2 separate regions of the Mus musculus genome follow, and region 1 is linked to region 2. The links are chromatin contacts, called in public Hi-C maps. All regions are on one chromosome and are shown on one strand. Each heading gives the region's core, a stretch centred on a gene start, on an enhancer-like site or on the middle of the called end of the contact. The rest is flanking DNA. Distances are from core to core; before and after follow the strand shown.

Region 1 (4,990 bases), core at 1,664-4,163, 130 kb before region 2:
ACAATGATAAAAAGTATCCTGTTTACACTGTCCAATAGGATAACACCGGAGAGCCACACAAAGATGTATTTCTCGTGGGCTCCTGTGATGTGCAGAATATGAGCAGGGTGATGTGTGCTATGAGGTGGGTGTGTGGGCTGACAGCACCCCAAAGTAGTCTATGACTTAGTTCGTGCCCATGGCCAGCAGGTCCCCTGGATATGGGGACTGAATCCAGTTCTGCTGAAGCAGCAGGTGCTCTTAGCCACCGCGTCATCTCTCCAGCCTCTATAATATCTCGGTGTAGCTTTCCTGTGTTTGAAATGGAATTACCGTGGTCAAAGACCTGAAACTAATTCTAACTTTATTAATTGTACTTAATATAAATTTGGATGTTATGATTGGAGGACACACAACAGGCAGTAAAAAATAGGCCCTAAATGAGCCAATCAATTAATTGCATCTGAATTTAAAACTCTCAAGGCATTAGGATTTTTGTTCCTATTGCAAATTCTAAACATGAAATAAAATTGTTTCACTATTTATTCTGAGCCGAACATTGGCTCAGCCTAGAAAATATCTACATGTCATTTGTTCTTGTCGGTCCTTGAAGATCGGTGTTTCGATATCTTTCTCTGTACTCTACAACATTCAGGAACATTTTAAAACTGCAGATGGGAATTAAGTCCATGTTATAGAATCACTTCATTTAATGAGCAGAATCAGTGTTCCCATGCCTTAAGAAACCAGAAGGACAACATTCCTCTATGCTGTTGGTGGTCCTCTGGGTTTTTATAGCAAAGTTATCTTAAGAAGTAACAGATGTAGAGGCTGGAGAGATGACGCAGTGGCTAAGAGCACTTGCTGCTTCGGCAGAACTGGATTCAGTCCGCATATCCAGGGGACCTGCTGGCCATGGGCACATATTAAGTCATAGACTACTTTGGGGTGCTGTCAGCCCACACACCCACCTCATAGCACACATCACCCTGCTCATGTGTTGTACATCATAGAAGCCCATGAGAAATATGTCTTTGCCACAGACGATTATGGCATATTTGACAAATGTTTTGAGATCTGTGAAGCATGTAGTGGGGTTAAAAAATTACGAAGAGATGTTAAAAGTTGAGACACTCAAGCCATTACATTAGAGATGGGGCTGTGCTATCCAGAAGGCCTATCAGAAGCAACGGTGAGTGGTCTTGCCTTACAGAAAGAGGTGCCCAGGAAGGAGTTTATAAGTCCTGAGGCCCTACACGTCCAGCATCATTCCTGCGTTCTGCTTCATCACACTTGTACCTCGGCAGGACCACCTCGGTTGCTTCTTTAAAGCCAGAAGGTTAAGCACATAGGCTCAGCATCCTCATAATTAATTTTGCCACTGTTAGGAATCATAATGTAAATATCTGGTATGCAGGATATCTGATATGCGACCTAAAGAGGTCTTGACCCACAGTGGAGAACCACTGCTCTAGAGAATCTCAGAAGTTATCAAGTTTAATTCACACCGGTTTACAAGGAAGGAGTAAAACCATCACGTTTCAGAGCTACGGGAAGCCAAGGTTCAGACAGAGTAAAATGCCCAGCTCAAAGCCTGCAACGGGTACAACAGAAGTTGAAGCCCATATCTTCCTGACAGTGGCTTAAGCAATCAAATGCCAAAATACACATTGAATCACTTGATTGCTATAGCATATGCAGACACTATATGACCTTCAGAGACATCCTCGTGGGAAAGTGCCACTTACACTTTTAGGGAAAGTCCATAAAGTAATTCGTTTGGATAGTATTTGGTTCTATAAAACCACAGTTGTGGTCAGTTCTACTATTGCCTCGTGGGGTTGAGCACGAGGAAAACCGCCTCTTCTAGTGCGTACTGTTAGTAGGTAGAACAGACGTCGGCAACCTGTAGGGCTTGCCTTGATCAGTAGCTGCCAAGAAATAGCCAAATTTACTGCTTGGCTATTCCAACAAACTTATCTCAGGTGCCTGGTGATACCATTTGTTTGTTCAATGGTGTGATTATTTTATTATAAGGCTGAATGTTGGACACGGCAGAGTTCCTGAGCTGATTCAGAGGGAGGCGTGGAAGAGAATTACACTGTTGACAAGAGTCCTACAGGGTAAATCAGCGGTGTTATCTTGCTGGGTGATAGTCCTGGCTTAATGTGCAAATTGTAGATTTATCCAGCACTGATAGTTCATTGCATATAATGTTATATAAGTACATGAGAAAACAGTGTAAAAATAAATAAGAGGTATAAGTATCTCCTATATTTATCATGGGATACCTAATAATCTGACTGGATTTTCTTCTAGCAGAATTCTAATTTTTAAGAGTTCTCATGGAAACATACAAATCAGTTTTAGTATAATGATAATGGAAATAATGTCTTTTTTTTTTCTGGCGTCTGTATAATTCAGAGACGACAAAGATGAATAGGTTCTAGGCTTTCTGTTCAGAAGATTAACAAGTAAAAAATCATGCCTTTGTGAGATGGTTAGTTCTTACACTGGGAAGTTGCACGAGGAGACAACCAAGAAAAACTAACACTTCCTGTGTCTGAAGGCTCTCGGCCATTGTCCTGGACAGAGGAATGAAAACCATTAGGGTAGTCCTAGCCTTCAAATCAGAATTGGCAGAAATCAGTCTGAAGACTTCATATTCAATGTTGAATTTTCCTCCAGTGACATAAACGGAGGTTGATTTTCCTATGGGTCAGCCAGAAATCAGCAGACACAGGCATTGGCAACTCAGAGCAAGAATCTGGACCACACGGGAGACCTGTCTCCCTCAAGTTCAGATGCAGGCAATTTGAGCTTTAATTTCTTATCCTAATGGCTTTTTTCTTGGGGGGTGAGACTTCTAGAAGATAATGAGGTAAGGTCACAGAGCAGCAGCATTAGTGGCTTTAAAAGAGGAAGAAGATGGAGGTTGGGAAATACTTTCTTCTAGATATGACAGGGCTGTGGCATCCCAGGACTCTCAAAAGCTTATTGAATACTTATCTAAGACATGTAATCGGACCTGCTGGCAATATTTCCTTGTGGGGGAGGGGAAAAGGGGAGACGACCTCATAAAGCATCTCCCCTCCTGAAGATGTATAAGTAGTTAAAGGCTGCTATAAAGCAGGGGGCCATCCTTCTCCAATATCACCACGTGATCCATCATCCTATCACAACGCAGCAAGAAGACTCATCCCAGGTCTGAGCAAACGCTGGATCCGTCTTCTTGGACATCCTAGGCTCCACATGTATAAGTGAAATAAATGTCTTTTCTTTATACACTACTTGGTCTTAGGGACTCTGTTAGAGCAACAGAAAACAGACGAAGCCTTTACTGCCCCTCCTTATGATCTGTAGCATATCAGAGGAGCTGTGTGCCAATGTATCTGCACCGGTCTTTATCCCCGGTGTTCCTCTTGTGTTCAGAAGTGAAGAAGGAGTTGACGCAAGAATCAAAGCAGCTTTGAAGTATGGCCTCCAGCAACCTAAGGTAGAATGGACCAACCCTTCTGCTCAGTTACCAGGAGCCTCCCTCCCATGCCTGCCCTTCACTGTTAGATCTGTCAGCCTGAAATGTCAGCAGAACTGCATCTGATTTAGGGGGCATCTCCTTGGAAATAAAAGCTGTATGGAAAGCTCCTTCTTAATGCTGGAGATCAACTCCATCGAGACCACGGCAGTTTGGAAGTGTTGAGGCCAGAAGGAAGAGACTTTAGAAGATGAGTCTCTGGGGATAGGACCCTGGTCAGGGCAGTGCTGGAGCAGAGAGGATGCATGCTCAGAGCAGGGAGTTCTGATCTCTGGCTGAACGCCTCTCTGGTCCTACCTGATAGAATGTAAAAATTCTGGAGAGCATGGAAGTGATTGTCAGCAGTAACACAACACAGAATACAACTCAGGAACACACACACACACACACACACACACTTCAGCACGTAGGGAAGATTGGTCCTATTACAATGGACCCAGTAACTTGAAAAGAAGTGTCTCAAGAGTTGGGAAAGAGCTGACCATGGTGGCACACACCTTCAATCCCAGCACTTGCGAGGCTCAGGAGGATACCAGGATCTGAAGCCAGCCTCATCTACATAGTGAGTTATCAATCAATCAATCAATCAATCATTGATTGATCAATATGAAAATCCTAACTGGTCCCCAGGGCCACCTCAACAGAGGCCCATGAGCCAGGGAAGAAGGATCTTTTGGTTTGGTTTGGGTTGAGTTTCTTTCTTTCTTTCTCTCTTTCTTTCTTTCTTTCTTTCTTTCTTTCTTTCTTTCTTTCTTTCTTTCTTTCTTCCTTCCTTCCTTCCTTCCTTCCTTCCTTCCTTCCTTCCTTCTTTCCTTTCTTTCTTTCTTTCTTTCTTTTAGACCGGGTTTCTCTGTATAGCCCTGGCTGTCCTGGAACTCACTTTGTAGACCAGGCTGGCCTCGAACTCAGAAATCCACCTGCCTCTGCCTCCCGAGTGCTGAGATTAAAGGCGTGTGCCACCATGCCCAGCTTTTTTTTTTTTAAAGGTTTGTTTATTATATGTAAGTACACTGTAGCGGTCTCAGACACTCCAGAAGAGGGTGTCAGATCTTGTTATGGGTGGTTGTGAGCCACCATGTGGTTGCTGGAATTTGAACTCAGGACTTTCAGAAGAGCAGTCAGTGCTCTTAACCGCTGAGCCATCTCACCAGCCCCTGGTTTGGGTTTTGTTTGCTTGTTTGTTTGTTTGCTTGCTTTTATCCTTGCCCTTTAAGCACCGGTGAATCTTAGATGTTAAAAATGTCCCCTGCTCGTGAGACGTGATATTACACTGTTTCCTAGGATCCGCTGTGGCTGCACTTGAGCATTTCCCAGTGAACAGTATGTAGAGTTGGGGGATCACACAATGTTGGAATAGGAGGATTTATCCTGGTATCCTCCGGTACTGGATCATGGCCAGGGATAACTATGTAAAGTGACAATTCCAGGAAAGAATTGCAGAGAATGAATGAAAAAGAAGGCACCCGTGGCAGGATT
Region 2 (4,869 bases), core at 2,276-4,775:
CATAAAGAAATCATTAGAAAAAAATTCCAGAAAGTGGTCACCTTTTCCATCAAGGTGTTTATTGCAAGACATCAGTAGTCAATCTCTACACAATCATTGGGTTTCTTTGCAAGGCATTAGTAGTTGATCTCTTGCTACCTCTTGGGTGCTCTTGGGTGGGTGAGTTCACTGGCCCCAAGGACCAAGGCCGGGGAAGTCACCATGGGGAAGACAGGACGGGGGAGGGAGGAACAGGGAGAGAGGGAGAGAGAGAAGGGGACACTTGTGCAGAGAAGAGGAGAAGCACCTCTAATTTTCTTAAAGTCACCCTTTCTGTTCCTCTTCACTTAGTTTATTTCTCAGCAGACACTTAGGTTTTTATTTTCCTGGTGTATATGAAGTTATAATAAATCTTCCATGACCCATCTTTGTCCTCTCTCTGCTAAAGATTGCTGTAAATGGCATGCCAGGCTACAGGCTAGGTGACACTCTCTGAGTTATTTTGAATTGGGGGCTGTAAATAAATCATAAATGTTCCACATGGTTCATGAATTATTCATTTTGCTTGTGCTTTGTATAGAACACCGTGAATCAAAATCAGATCCACTCCACCATTACCCTGGGGGGTGGATGGGTTCAGATCACTCCAATAACTGGCTATTGAGCCCTAGAAAGGGAATTTTTGTTTTTTGTTTTTTCCCCCCATGTCTACATAAAGGTTAGTACTTGGAAGAAGTAGCTGACATTCCTATACCAACCAATGGCTCAGAGAACACCAGGAGCTAATGATACACGTCGCAATGCCGTCGGGGTGTTCCAACAGGAACAGAGAACAATGCTTTCCCGTCACACATTTACCCCGTCTTCAGCACTGCATCCCAATTCCTCACTTTCTCATAGGGTTCAGCGTCTTCCATAAACAAAGTCAAGGCTGTATCCAACTTCCTAGATGCCTCAAATCGCCAAAGTTTCATTCAGAACTTGGTTGTTTGGAACAGATCCGAGGGAATAGGTAAATAATTCCATTCCCATTCACAGACTTCTAACTCACAGAGTACCCTAAATAGGGCCAAATGACAATCTGGGACGTGGCCAGATAGTGACACACATTTCCCAGGAACTCTCAGGTGGGGTTGAGTGTGGAGCAGGACGTGCGCCACACTGGGTTTCCCTCTGTGCTCCGTCTTCCTCCCTTACTACCCAGCTTCTCGCCAACTGGTCCAGAGGAGTGGGAACCAAGGAGAGGGCCAGGGTAGGATGTGTGCCCATGCGGGGAGGTTGGTCATTTATTCCCGAGGTCTGTGGATTCATACTCCTGTTTTATGTGTGCTTTCTGTACACTTGCTTTGAAGCAAGGCAGTCTGTTCAATTCTTTAAAATGCTGGTTCTCAGCCTTCCTAATGCTGTGACCCCTCGTCCCCCTTCTCACAGGTCCTTGTATTGTGGTGGTCCCCAGGCATAAACTTATTTTCATTGCTACTTCATGACTGTAATTTTGCTACTGTTATGGATGGATAGTAATGTAAACATCTGATAAGCAGAATATCTGAAATATGAGCCCTGTGAAAGGTCACCCAACTCTCAAAGGACCCGATTTACAGGTTGAAAACCACTGATTTAAAAAGTCTTAGAATTTGTATGTGTATGACTGTTTCCTGCATGCGTGTATGTGTGCCATACACATACCTGTTGTCTCTGGAGGCTGGAGAGGGTGTTGGATTCCCTGAAACTGGTGTTACAGAGAATTTTAAACCACCATTGGGTGCTGGGAATCGAACCCAGGTTCTTTGGAGAAGCAGTAAAAGCTCTTAAACACTAGCCACCTCTCCAGTCCTCCATTAGATTCCTTTAGGGCCTCAGACACCCAGACTGGAATCCCCACACCATCATTTTGCCCTCCTGGGAAGTCCCCTGAGACATTTGGAATGGATGAAGGTTCCACAGTTAAGGGCTCTGGCAAGATCAGGTTTTTAAATCAAAGTTCATCTCCCTCTGTTGCCCTGGAAATAGAAGACCTGCTCTGGAGGCAGTTTCTAATACTTCTTCTGCCTGAGAAGAAAGGAACGCTGGCTCAGGATTACAGATCTCTCCCTTTCTCTCTCTTCCTGCTATGGAGACAATTTCTTTTCTCACGGATCTGGTAAGAGGACAATGCGGAAAATGCCTCCCAGTCAATCCCAGTCAAGTGTTAGGTATGGAAGGGAGACTGTAGGGCAAGAAAACTGAGAACCACTGAGGTTGTGTGAGAGCAGAGAGAGAAAGAACTGCACCTACTCAAGTCAGATACCATGGCATGACAGAGAAACTGCCAGATTCACACAGGAAAGGAAAGGGACAGATTCACACAGGAAAGGAAAGGAAAGGAAAGGGACAGAACTGCTAGAATAGCTGCCATTAGTACACACACACACACACACACACACACACACACACACACACACATACACACATACACAAGCGCACACGCGTGCACACACACACAGGTATACGATTAAGGACTTTGAGATGCACGCCCTTGTCTCTTTTGAAAACATGATGAGAACACACACCTAGCCTCCTGGATCCTGACCTCGGGATGCTCCAAGGTTTGCTGTGTCTTCCTTGAACATGTCTGTGTCCCTCTGGTGACTGACCAGCAAGGAGTGACACTTGGAAAAGTCCAGCAGGAAAGGAATTATTGAGGCAAAGGGACCACATGTAATAGAGAATATCATAGAACTTCTCCAGTGGGGAGCAAAAGGAGTTCTTGAGTTTTGTGGTGAAAATACCCGAGTTTAGAGAGTAAAAAGTCCCATGTATCTGGAGTTTCTCTTTCCAGTTTCAGTTTCCCATGGTCAACCATAATCCAAAAATATTAAATGGAAAGTTTAGAAATACAAATGTGTGAGTTTAAAATTGTATATATTCTGAGTAGTGAAAGTGAAATCTCACACTGCCCTGCTCTGTCCATCCAGACATGAATCATTTCTTTGTCTTCACATCCAAGTGACATAAGCTATGTTGTCCTCCCTTGCCCCCACCACCCAGACTTTGGTAGCCATCTTGCTTGTCAATCTCACGATGCCTGTGTTCAAGAAACCCTGATTTTATATAGCAATAGCCTCAAAGTGCAATCATATTGACACTGGCAATTTAGACACAAGGGGCTGGAGGCTTCCTTTAAGCAAAATAAAGAAAAGGTATTAATAAAGAAAAAAGATCTTTCATGGGATAGTTCTAAACTTCACAGTAAAAACAAATCTGTGTTTGAAATTGTGGAAAAGAAAAAAAATCTGTGATTGTTTTTCTGTGTGTACTTCAAACTACAAAAGCGACCGTCACAATATGTGAAAACTGTTAAAATGGAAGAGAAATAAAATTTGTGTGCACATTGTGTTAGCTTTGCTGTGCCTGTGACATAATGCCTGACATAACTAAAGACAGGAAAGACTTATTTTGCTCTAGATTCAAACATTTCAGTCCTTCATGGTGAAGAGGGTACCACAGAGTCACCATTAGGCAGACAGGAAGTACAGTGGTGCAGTAACAGGAAGTGCTGGTGCAGGAACAGGAAGCTGTGGTACAAAAGCAGGAAGGGCAGTGGTGCAGTACCAGGAAGTACTGGTGCAGGGACAGGAAGTACTGGTGCAGGGACAGAAAACAGCCAGTAAGGCAGGATAGACAGAGAGAGAAGGTTAGGGGGACATCATGTTATTTATTCTAGCATGTAGATATTTGCTATAATGGTTGCATATATAGAGATAATATTCTTTTTATACCCAGATGTTGGAATAAGAACATTAACACAACAGTGAATCATGTTTAATGCCTAAGTATGGTGGTCTTTCTACTTTCTCACCTGTAAACCTACAGTTTTCCTAGAAATCTCACCAGAACCCCTGTTTACAGTAAAGGTCGTGTCTTACCTGCCTTGTATAACATGTGACCCAAGAGTGTCATCTTCTCAGTTTATCGTCCTGAGGATCCTTACTAGCCACTTTCTACTCTCAAGAGGAAACAAGGGGGAAACGGTTTCTAGCAACCCACTGAGATATAACTGGACAGCCAAGACCATACCTAGGCCGATCAGTGAGCTACTTACAGACAGTTGTCCTTCGAGAAGCCCACTTTTTCTTTGAGAGCATCTCTTGTTACTGACCCTGCACTTAAATCTATGCTAAAAACTTCCTTTTAAGAAACCCAGCTCTACTTCATACTAGCTTGTTCTGAAATTCTCTTCTGTAGTGCAGTCAAGGGCAGGTTGCTGGTGGCATTTCTGGGTGACGTTTTGCTATACCACCAACACCATGACAAAATATTCTCCAAGGATGTGGATCTTGTGGCTTCCTCCAGTCAGGCCCCACTTTTCACAGTTTTATACCTCTTAAGTTTTTTTTTTTTTTTTAATTAAATCCATCAATGAGTCAAACCATTCATCATGTCAGAGTCCTCATGACCCAATTCCTTCTAGAAACTTCCTTACAGAAACATTCAGAATGTGCTTTGATAACTTTCTAGGCATTCTCGATCCAATCAAGATTAACCTGGTGTGTGTGTGTGTGTGTGTGTGTGAAGAATCCCTACACACAGAGCTCAGAGGTCTCCACAGTTGGAGTTCTCAGCATGCATTGCTTGTGAATCAGGAGAATTAATTCTGGCCAGAGAATGACTGATCTGGAGATAGACTTGAGAGATAAATTGCAAAGATTTCCTGAAAGTGAAAATTTAAGTTTTTTGGTTGACTGAGCAAAGCCATGGTCTCAATAAGTAGAAAGTGGAATTACTCTACCTGTGCATGACATATGTCATAGAACACAGTGAATGGGGTCTGCAAGGGGACAGGAACATGTCCTCCAGATAGTCCACAAACATTCCTCATGAGAAAAATTGGGCCAGTTCTTGGTCTTTTTC

The links. A called contact is a pair of places that touch in the nucleus more often than the background predicts.
Region 1: a contact with region 2 is called in a Hi-C map of bone marrow-derived macrophages, with 41 read pairs. The contact joins two enhancer-like sites. A contact is called at or near these places in 18 of 484 Hi-C or Micro-C datasets (8-cell embryo, the AtT-20 cell line, CD4 T cells and 6 more), 4 of 115 datasets of contacts at active chromatin or transcription factors (CD4 single positive thymocytes, embryonic stem cells and pancreatic cancer cells) and 2 of 9 other capture datasets (bone marrow-derived macrophages and embryonic tail).

Annotation. Positions count from the first base shown.
Region 1 is chr10:111,453,039-111,458,028 of GRCm38.p6, reverse strand. No RefSeq gene overlaps it. Among named protein-coding and RNA genes, the nearest start is that of Nap1l1, 18 kb to the left of the region's middle. Within about 2 kb of position 2,913, at least 8 of the 459 cell types and tissues checked have an H3K27ac peak or open chromatin away from gene starts, as enhancers often do. A contact at or near this core is called in bone marrow-derived macrophages, where this site is marked.
Region 2 is chr10:111,319,442-111,324,310 of GRCm38.p6, reverse strand. No RefSeq gene overlaps it. Among named protein-coding and RNA genes, the nearest start is that of Gm30095, 7.5 kb to the right of the region's middle. Within about 2 kb of position 3,525, at least 14 of the 459 cell types and tissues checked have an H3K27ac peak or open chromatin away from gene starts, as enhancers often do. A contact at or near this core is called in bone marrow-derived macrophages, where this site is marked.